3 separate regions of the Zea mays genome follow, and regions 2 and 3 are each linked to region 1. The links are chromatin contacts, called in public Hi-C maps. All regions are on one chromosome and are shown on one strand. Each heading gives the region's core, a stretch centred on a gene start, on an enhancer-like site or on the middle of the called end of the contact. The rest is flanking DNA. Distances are from core to core; before and after follow the strand shown.

Region 1 (3,116 bases), core at 195-2,694:
CAAAACAAAGAGTGGAGTGGTGCACCTTGAAAGGACAGGTTTGTCACCGCATGAAGAAGTTGAACACATGGACAACAAAACGCTCCAATGGTACCCTAAATGTGATCTCTTTCTAGGAAATAAACAATGCACCTAAAATGAAAGTGGGCTGTGTAACTCTGTTTTTTTTTTCAAAACGTATGACAGTAGGAGGGCCATGCCGTGTGGCCCATTGGTAAGGCCCCAACGTTCATCAGAGACAATCATTCACGTAACTCATAATCAACATGGCGCCATGTGATGATGCTACAAACATGGCCAATCGGCAATGGCACAAGCAATTTGAAGGTCCTCCCACAAGTAATAAACACTAGAATACTTTCGTCCAAGAGAGATTGCAACTTTGTCAGCATATTCAGAGAAAACTCAAACTGGGTTGCCTTATACGAGCAAAGATCAAACCATATGTACCTTCCAAGAGTGCATCCTTCAGTTGCTCCTTGGAAACTCCCAATGCTCCTACAATCATCCCGATGCCATGACACCTGAGGGCACCAAGCAAACACACCTCCCTTGGTGCCGCAACTGCTGCCGAATTGTTGAGGTATAGCTGGATCACCTCGTCCTTCATGCTATAGCACATAGGGCAGAGGCAACCTCAGAAATCGAATCGGTCCGGATGAAGAAGAGGGAACGCGAAGAGTTGGTCTTACTGCAAAGAGCCGGGCTTGAGCTTGTCCGAGTGCAAAGGCCGCGACTTGCGCAGGTCCATCATCTGATCAGAGTCACCATCATCTGATGAAGCCACAGCTGGTCGCGGCGGCAGCGGCACGAAGGGGTTCCACCCGTGCGCCGCCACTGGCTCCGCAGCACCCTTGGGCGGCGACGGCCTCCGTTTAGGCGGCGAGGGATTGGGGGCTCGGCCACGCGGCTGGGGGATGGTCGGCGGGCGGAAATGGACGGGGCTAGAGCCGAGCGTGGGCGAGGATGCCGACGGCGAGGAGGGAGAGAGCGAGGACGACGAGGCATCGGCAGCGGCGGCGGGAGGCACGGTGCTGGGGTCGGAAGCGGAGCTGCGGGATAAGAACTCGCCGGACGGCGGGCCGACGCGCGGAAGCGGAGGCAGAGGGCGGAGCTCCGGCGAGCCAGGGCGTAGACTGGAACTTGTCCCGGGGTGCTGCGGCCCCGGCGGCGGCGGGGTGGCGAGGGTTCCGAGGTAGAGGAACTCAGTGCTGGGGTTAGTGGAGGAGGTGGGCATTGGTGGCGGCTTGAGGCTGCGGCCCTCCTCGTCCCCGTCGTCGTTGTCGTCGTCTTGGTGGTGGTTACTTGCGGAGCGGCGCTGGGCAGCGGAGGGGGAGGATGCCGCGGCGCCACCACGGTGGCGGAGGCGGCGGACGAGGTGGATGGAGAGGAGCGCTGAGAGGAGGATGAGGCAGAGGGAGAGCAAGGAGAGCAGCAGCGTCTGGAGCACGGGGAAGCGGCGGGAGCCGGAGGCGCGCGGGGTCGGGGCGACGAGGGTGGAGATGTTGGCCGGGAACGTCGGGAGGCTGCCGTCGCCGGAGGAGGAGGGCTGGGTCTCGGTGGCCGGGATTGGCGGCGGCGGCGAGTTGGCTGTTGGGAAGAAGGGGTTGTTGGTGAAGGGGTATGGATCCCCGGTGGAGGGGGTGGCGGAGGAGGACGGGTACTTGGGCGTCGGCGGAGTGGCGACCGGCGGCGCTGGCGTGGGGGTGGGCGGTGGCGTCGGAGGCGACGCCTGTGCCGGCGGCACGGCGACGGGAGTGGGTGTAGGGTGGCGCGGAGGAGGGGTCAGGCTGGGTGGCGGCCGCGGCGTCAGTGTGGTGCGAGGAGACGCGGTGTGGTGGTGGCGATGGGGAGGATGCGGTGCCGCCGGCGGCGGAGGCGGAAACAGAGGCGGCGACGGCAGGGTGGCATTTGTTTGGGTGGTGGAAATGGTAGCAGCCGGGAGCAGTAGCAGCAAAGAGAAGAGGAGGGGGAGGAAGGCGGGAGGCGGCGGCAGAAGCATTGCGCGCCGCGATCCGGCGGCCTCCACCGGCGGCACGGGTGGAGACTGGAGAGAGGAAGGGGGGGTTTTGGTTTGGGGCTTTGGGAAGAAATGGTTCGGGGGTTTGGCTGTGTCTGTGTGGGTGCAGCGTGCACACGGGAGAGAGAGAAAGACGATGCCGCTCCACGCACAGACGCAGCCACGCCTGCTGCACTGTCCTGTACTGGATGGATGGTGGCGGACTGGCGGTGGGGAGTGGTGGAGCGGCGCAGAGGCTGCGTGCCAGCCCGTGCCCTGCACTGTCTTTTGGGGCTTTGCCTCGGTAATCGCGGAAGAGAGAGATGGCCTCAGATGAGAGAGGGAGGAAGAGGACATACAGGCAGGCACCGCCGTCCCGTCCACTAGTGCTGCAGCCTGTACTGGGCTGCCCCCTCCCCCGCCCTTTTCGAAATCCGGTGCCTTTTTACTTGCTCACAGTCACACCCTTTTCCCGGGTTTTATTACATAATTAAAAATCCGCTTTTCCGTTTCTTTCTCGGTGCCTGCTTTTTTAAGGACTACGACTATATTTTTATCATTTTTTTCTAAATCGTTAGCCGTTTAAATTTTATCTCCTTTTGAAGAGATATTGTGTATGTCCATCTTGTCGCTTTGCTTTTTTTCTATATTAAGATAAACCTCAGCTTTGCATGTTCATGAGCTAGCAATAACGATCATTATATTAAAAATATATTATATTTCAGACACTGAAATATAGCCGGTCTTATATTTTATTTATTTTATTACATTTGAGAAAAAAAGTACAAGCGCGGTGGAAAAGTTGTGCAAAACAGGACGTTAATATCATTGGAGAAGTCATCTCGAAGCCAAACAACCTAAAGACTAAACGATTTTCTAAATATACGAGACAAATAAAAAATAGAACATCTAGATCATAAATGCAGTTAAAAAACAACAAGTATAAAAAGTCGTAAAAGAAATGTTCTTCGCGAATAGACAGTGTCGTGGTTTCGAAAATCATAGGCAGTAAGATTTGTGCTAGTGCGGATCTATTCCTAATGATGAATTGTTGGGACTCGGACGAAGAACTTGGGACACGGAGTTTATACTGGTTCGAGTTTACATCCTACTCCAG
Region 2 (3,116 bases), core at 179-2,678, 400 kb after region 1:
GTGATTGGTTGCTCGGATAGCTACACTCAGGCTCGTTGTATGCATTGACCGTGAATGGGCATACGATTGGTTACCTGCACTATCCGGGTGCAGCCTGCATGCACGGAAGCAGGCCAAGCATTTTTTCAACCCTCCGCCTGCACGCGTGGAGATGCTAGTGAGAGGCTTCCCGGATCGTCCAGGCCAGCGTGAGCATGGCTCCCGTTGGCACCACAACCAATCACGCCGGTAGCGGGGCTAGTTATCACCAGATCCTAGTTGCTGCATCCATCTAACAGAATCTTTTCGGGTGACAGAATGTTATCAAACTACTCGTGAATAAGTTCAAGGGATTGGCCTCAGTATCTATTAAGAATGATGTCTCTGCCGGAATGATTTGTTGTCAAGATAAGCCCCAGCAGTTCCACGGCTTCCAACTTCGTCAAGCCCCGCCTTTAAATGGAAAAAACGCTAAAATTATGTGTAAATTAGGATTCAAATCATGGTTGTTGCCTCTAAACTCACATTTACACTTATCTAGCCAATAGAATACACATGACTTTATGTTTTATACTCTATACTCAAGTATAAAGTTGCTAATCTCAAGCATACTACTCTACCCATATGCTATGAATTTGAGCCTGAATAGAGATTTTGAAATATTTACATGCCTGACAGGAGAAGTTTTGATTTGTCCATCATAGACATCAAGCGGCCGATAGATTCATTAAAACCAAAACTTTATTATGACCATGCATATATTATTGGTCATACCACACATGATAATGTGTGTCGTCTTACTGCATTATTACATATATAGATAGAGAGAGATGGATAGAGGAGATTTCCCAAATATCATGAATCAGTAGTAGGGCGGAATGGCAGCGGAGACGCCACAGGGGTTGGTGCGGTAGCTGGGCAGCTGGTACTGGTAGAGTCCACCCATGGCCGGCATGTTCTGCGCCATCATCATGGCCATGGGGTTGAGACCCTGGGCTGCCAGCAGCTGCTGCTGCTGCTGCATCAGAGCTGGCTCGTACAGGCTGCTGCTGGCGGCAGCGGCACGCTCAAGCTGCATCATCATCTGCAGCTGCTGCGCGACGGACTGCACGTCCATCATCCTCATCTGCTGCTGGCAGCACTGTTGCCGGAGCGGCTGGAACATGGCGCTCGGCTGCCCACACCCGGCGTAGTAGGGCGCCGCCGCCAGCGGGCTGCACTGCGGCTGCCTCAGGTACTCCGCGTAGGGGTACAGCCCGCCGGCGCCCATCATCGTCGTCAGGCCGGCGCCAGCGCCGTACAAGCCCTGCAGCCCCGCGCAGGGGCAGGGCATCTGCATTGCAGAGGCGCTGGCAGCTGACAGAGCCAGGCACACGACGAGAACGATGACCATCTTCATGCTGTTCTGTTCGACGATCCTCTCTACGCACTGCCGCTTTGCTGATCTGGATTGGATGATGATAGAGACTAGTTCATATGTGGGAGCTAGCCATTTATAGATGATCCATGGCTTGCATTCTGCAGCATCTTGCAACCCATGGTTTTGGAATGTTGCGTTGCATGACGTGGAAACATAGTACATGGATTTGGATTTACAGATAGATCATTAAGCTTTCTTATACATATGAATCAACTTTACATGTCAAGGGTTGTCAATGAATTCATACGCTTGTGAAGCTAACTTTGTAATGCCTCTTTACACATCACCATGACTCATCACCTTTCACTTCATTGTAGGCACATATACACCAATATTTTGTTGTAATGCTGTGCTAGTTGTTAGGATGCCTTGGATCCACATGACTTGAGCAGTTTGCATGCATAACTTGTGATGTTCTTCACGAATTTGTTTTAAAAATATATATATTGTCGGTCCTCTAGACGCCCACAGCACAAGGATGAATATGCTGGGGCTGGCATATAGATAACAAATCTATCACTGTGAGCGCCGTCAAAAACTCACAACCAATACATTGCTCTGAATGATCAACAGCTCTTGCATGCAATGCAGCAGAATATTTTTGTTCCATGAACCTTCATTCCAAGTATGAAACATAAGTACAAGGTTACAAGGTAACATCGTGAACAAAACCCTTTCCCTTAACAAGGCAGGGGAAAGTAGCACATTTATTCCAGCAGGGCAGCAACAGTATGCCTCAGATTTGGGACCTTACTTGAATTCGAAATATTCTCTATAATTAGCACATGGGATGGGGGGGGGGGGGGGGGGGGGGGGGGATATCGTCATCCGTCAGAAGTGAAACGGACAACAGATGAGTAACGCTTAGACCACTGGAAGCTCCCCGCACTCGCTGATGACTACTTTCTTCTTCGGACGGTCACCTCTGTCAGTCTCCTGTGACTCGATCAGCCTTACAATATCCATCCCTTCCACGACCTGGCCAAACACGACATGCCTTCCATCCAACCAAGGCGTCTGCACCAGTCATTACCAGTTCTGGGTTAGCTTTGGTGCTAGTACATGAGAGTATAGTTGAAACATAAATTGTAAGCAGCAGAGGCAGCAAAAGGGACCATTCCCCTGGTAGTTAAACACGGTAGTACAAGATTACCTTGACAGTGCAAATGAAAAACTGGCTGCCGTTGGTGTTCGGTCCAGCATTAGCCATGCTGACCACTCCAGGTCCAGTGTGAACCACTAAAACACGAAATCAGCAGGCCGTCAGTTTTAGCAAAGGAACTGGGAACCACACAGCATATCACTACTACTTCGTACATTTGAAGTTCTCATCTTTGAAAGTGCGTCCATATATGCTTTTCCCACCGGTACCCTGCAAGTGTAACTTCTAGTTAATCGCACGCAAACACTTGAAAGCTGCATCTTCCAATTCAATCTCTCTTTGTTCAACTGTTCAAGCACAAAACCAATCTTCTGTGTAGTGTTTTAAAAAACCCAATCTGCTAGACTGTACACAAAGAATTCGGCGTCCCAACCTTAAACAGTTGGGCCTCATAAAGTCACACATGGAAAATGCGTGCATCAGTTTGGAAAACAATACTAGGCGCCAACCACTTGCAATTTCATGAATTAAGACACAAATTGCAAAATGCATGTATGTATAAAGAAAAATAGATCATAGACATAATGTACTATGACAAGATTTTAGCAAGCATCA
Region 3 (3,116 bases), core at 272-2,771, 360 kb after region 1:
CAAGCCCTCTTCTCTCCCACCTGCCACGCCGGATCGAGGGCTCCGCCCTGGGAGATGCAGTCGCCAGCGCGCGGAGTGAGGAGGTGGAAGTTTCCTCACGGCGAGTGGTTGATCCGTCGCGCGGATAGCGCACGGTGGGCTGCCTCCACATTTAGGGTATCTGGCAGATACCCTAAACTTTAGGGGACGCTTTAGAGGATGTTGTTGGAGCCGTAGGGGACCTGCCGGCATGGACCTGACAGCCCTCTACGTTTAGCGGACAGGAGCCTTTAGCGGCTCTTGTTGGAGCCAGCATCAGGACCTAAAAACAGGTGGTGCAGAGCAGCTATGCTATCCTTATGTGTGGCCACTGTATTTGTCGCTGACATCCTCGTTCGCTAGCACTTATTATACTTGGTTCCAGAAAAATTCATACTGCAGATGGAGAGGGATATCCCACTGAAGACAACACATAACAAAGGCTGAGAAAGTGGGTTGGGGCTGGGGGAGCCATGCATGCGTACGCAGATACATAAGCCACCACCACCACCGTTCAGCTTCTCCAGTCATATCTATCTATCTATCTATCCTTGTAGTCAGTGGTGAAGAAGGATCGTACGTCTCGAGGACGCATCTCGAAGAGAAAGGTAGGAGTAGTGAGCGATCGTCTACGTCTCTGTCAGACTGTCACGTCTATGCATTAATTGCTAAACGAAAAGAAAAAACACAAACGTAATAAGGGACTCTTACAGCCTGAACACGGTGACTGAATTCGCTGTGGTAAACTGAATATATATAAACAAACAAACAATATCTGAGTGTGTGGCTAACTACTGCTCAATGCTCAATGCTCATCCCAGGACCGAGTTCACCCCATGACGCCTAAACTCCAGGGCACGACTTCCCTGCATGAACTGAAACATTACAGACAACATTCTTTTCCTTCTTTCTATTCCAGATGGATGCTGAGAAATTAATTAAGTTCGATTGCCATGGTCGACAGCATCATACACGCGCTGACGCACGACATTCTAGTATATATGCTGATGGGAAGGACAGAGAGGGGTCGGAGGTGGGAAAGACGTGTATGGTATGGTGTAGTATATATAGTAACACAGATGCACGAGATGAAAAAGAAAGAAGCCAAGCAGACCGATCGATCAGGAAATTAATCGACAGAGACGTGTGATCGATCGAGCTAGTCGCCGGTGGTGATGTGCACTCCGATGACGATGACGAAGAGGGTGATGAGCGCGAAGTAGATGATGGAGTGGACGACGATGGAGACGGCGCTGGTCTTCAGGTTGCCGAACTCCACCAAGTGGTGGCGGCCGGGGAGCTGGACGAGCAGCCCCGGCGAGAGCAGCACGAACAGCACCAGCCCGATCACCACGGGGCCCCAGTCCGACATCTTGCTCGATCGACGATGAACTGCCTGCCTACCTACTGGTCTCTTTGGCTTGTACGGGGAGTGGCTGGGGCCTGGGGATCGGAGGAAGACGAAGGCCGGCCGGGTGGAGAAGGTGGTCTGCTTGTTTGGTTTGCTGGTGCTCGCTCTAGGCTCTAGCTATATCTCTCTCCATGCTTTGCATATTTGATCCGCCTCGCCTGCTGGTTCTGGTTGGTTGGTGATGTCTCGCTTTCCATGGTCGTTCCCCACATGACAATGGCATGTCGTCCCCACCGCGCCTTGTAGTATATATATATATATATATATATATATATATATATATATATATATATATATATATATATATATATATATATATATATATATATATATATATATATATATATATATATATATATATATATATATATATATATATATATATATATACACAGAGAGAGAGAGATTTGTGTGGGTTAACATCAAAGCTACTTTTTGTTGGTGCCGATCCGACCGCCAATCACTGTTGAAAAACGGCGGTGGTGCGCTCTACTTAGATGCGGTCCGCGACCTGGCGCAGAAGCTGACGTTTCTGTCTGACGGGCCAGATAGTCCGCACCTATAGGCCGGACGGTCCGCGCGTGCGCTGGGCGGTGAAGTTCGTCGACAGCGTCTGTATCTTACTCCCGAGAGGGACCCCGTCGGGAAGAAGAGGTCCTAGGCTTTATCTTTGGTCGGCAGACTGACCTAGACACCTCTAATCGACGTAGAGCCGAAGAGAAGCGGAGAATTTAGGGATTGAGATGCTAAACTAGAACTAAACTAGAGATACTCCTAAATGTACAAGATAAAATGTGAATTGTAGTGATTGTTGGTTCGATTGTTCATCCTAATCGGTCGTATTCCTCTATATTTATAGAGGAGGGGGTCTGCACCTGTTACAAACCAATTTGCCGAGTTAATTACGTGAATTTAGCTAACAACCGTCCCAAGAAACTAGGAACCCTAATTGGATCTGCGCGCGCGGACCGTCTGGACCGCGGACCATCCGGCCTCGAGGCCGGACCGTTCGCCCTGCCTATTTTGGTGCTCAACATATGCCCCCTTTGCCTTTTGGCGGAGCTGAGCAAACCAAAAGCAACTACCTCGATGCAATCACATCGGTTTTCTTAGTCATCTTTCCACATACTAGGATGTTACTGCTTGAGGAACCGTCCATTTAACGCCTTAGGCAAGCCTTTGCCTTGTAATGGTTGCAACAAGTAAGCGTTACCATACATCACCTGCGTGACCTTGTAAGGTCCTTTCCAGCTTAGCGACCACTTTCCAAACTTCTGGTCTTTATTCCTTAGACGCAAGATAGTCTTCCATCCCAGGTCCCCTACCTGGAACGATTTAGTCTTGACCTTCTTGTTGTAAGCTTTGGCAACTATGATCTTGTCCTTTTATGTTTCTCCTAAAGCTGTCAATCTCTTGTCGGTCATGTCGGCGTTTCGACCCCGGGAGGTCCCTGGACCGACGAGTAAAATTGTCGCTGCGTGTCCCAGCCCAGATGGGTTGGCGCGAGATGGAACACAACGGGGAAAACGCGGCTCGTGTTATCCTGCGCCAGGGGGATGCGCTTGCAGTAGGGGTTACAAGCGCTCGCGGGGGAGAGAGAGAGCGAGCCCGTTCGTCAACTCGTTCTCCCGCGCGACGACCCTCTCGCATGAAGACCCTAGACCTCCCTTTTATAGATGCAAGGAGA

Evidence for each region. Hi-C and Micro-C count contacts between places; a contact is called where the count stands out from the background.
Region 2: a Hi-C map of leaf shows a contact between it and region 1, with 5 times the contacts expected there. The contact joins the promoter of bz15 here to the promoter of LOC100382909 in region 1. A contact is called at or near these places in 10 of 25 Hi-C or Micro-C datasets (bundle sheath, ear, endosperm and 2 more) and 1 of 3 datasets of contacts at active chromatin or transcription factors (leaf).
Region 3: a Hi-C map of tassel shows a contact between it and region 1, with 2.9 times the contacts expected there. The contact joins the promoter of LOC100275315 here to the promoter of LOC100382909 in region 1. A contact is called at or near these places in 5 of 25 Hi-C or Micro-C datasets (bundle sheath, ear, leaf and 1 more).

What each region holds. Positions count from the first base shown.
Region 1 is chr6:51,982,356-51,985,471 of Zm-B73-REFERENCE-NAM-5.0, forward strand. LOC100382909 reads right to left here and starts at 1,445. Exons shown (of 4, transcript NM_001175597.1): 1 at 693-1,445; 2 at 451-611. The coding sequence starts at 1,237.
Region 2 is chr6:52,386,708-52,389,823 of Zm-B73-REFERENCE-NAM-5.0, forward strand. It overlaps bz15 (beta zein), which reads right to left and starts at 1,429. Exons shown (of 1, transcript NM_001112534.1): 1 at 707-1,429. The coding sequence starts at 1,378. The coding sequence ends at 842. It overlaps LOC103629299 (photosynthetic NDH subunit of lumenal location 5, chloroplastic), which reads right to left. Exons shown (of 7, transcript NM_001358049.2): 5 at 2,717-2,771; 6 at 2,553-2,638; 7 at 1,986-2,416. The coding sequence ends at 2,264.
Region 3 is chr6:52,343,268-52,346,383 of Zm-B73-REFERENCE-NAM-5.0, forward strand. It overlaps LOC100275315, which reads right to left and starts at 1,522. Exons shown (of 1, transcript NM_001328138.3): 1 at 948-1,522. The coding sequence starts at 1,390. The coding sequence ends at 1,178.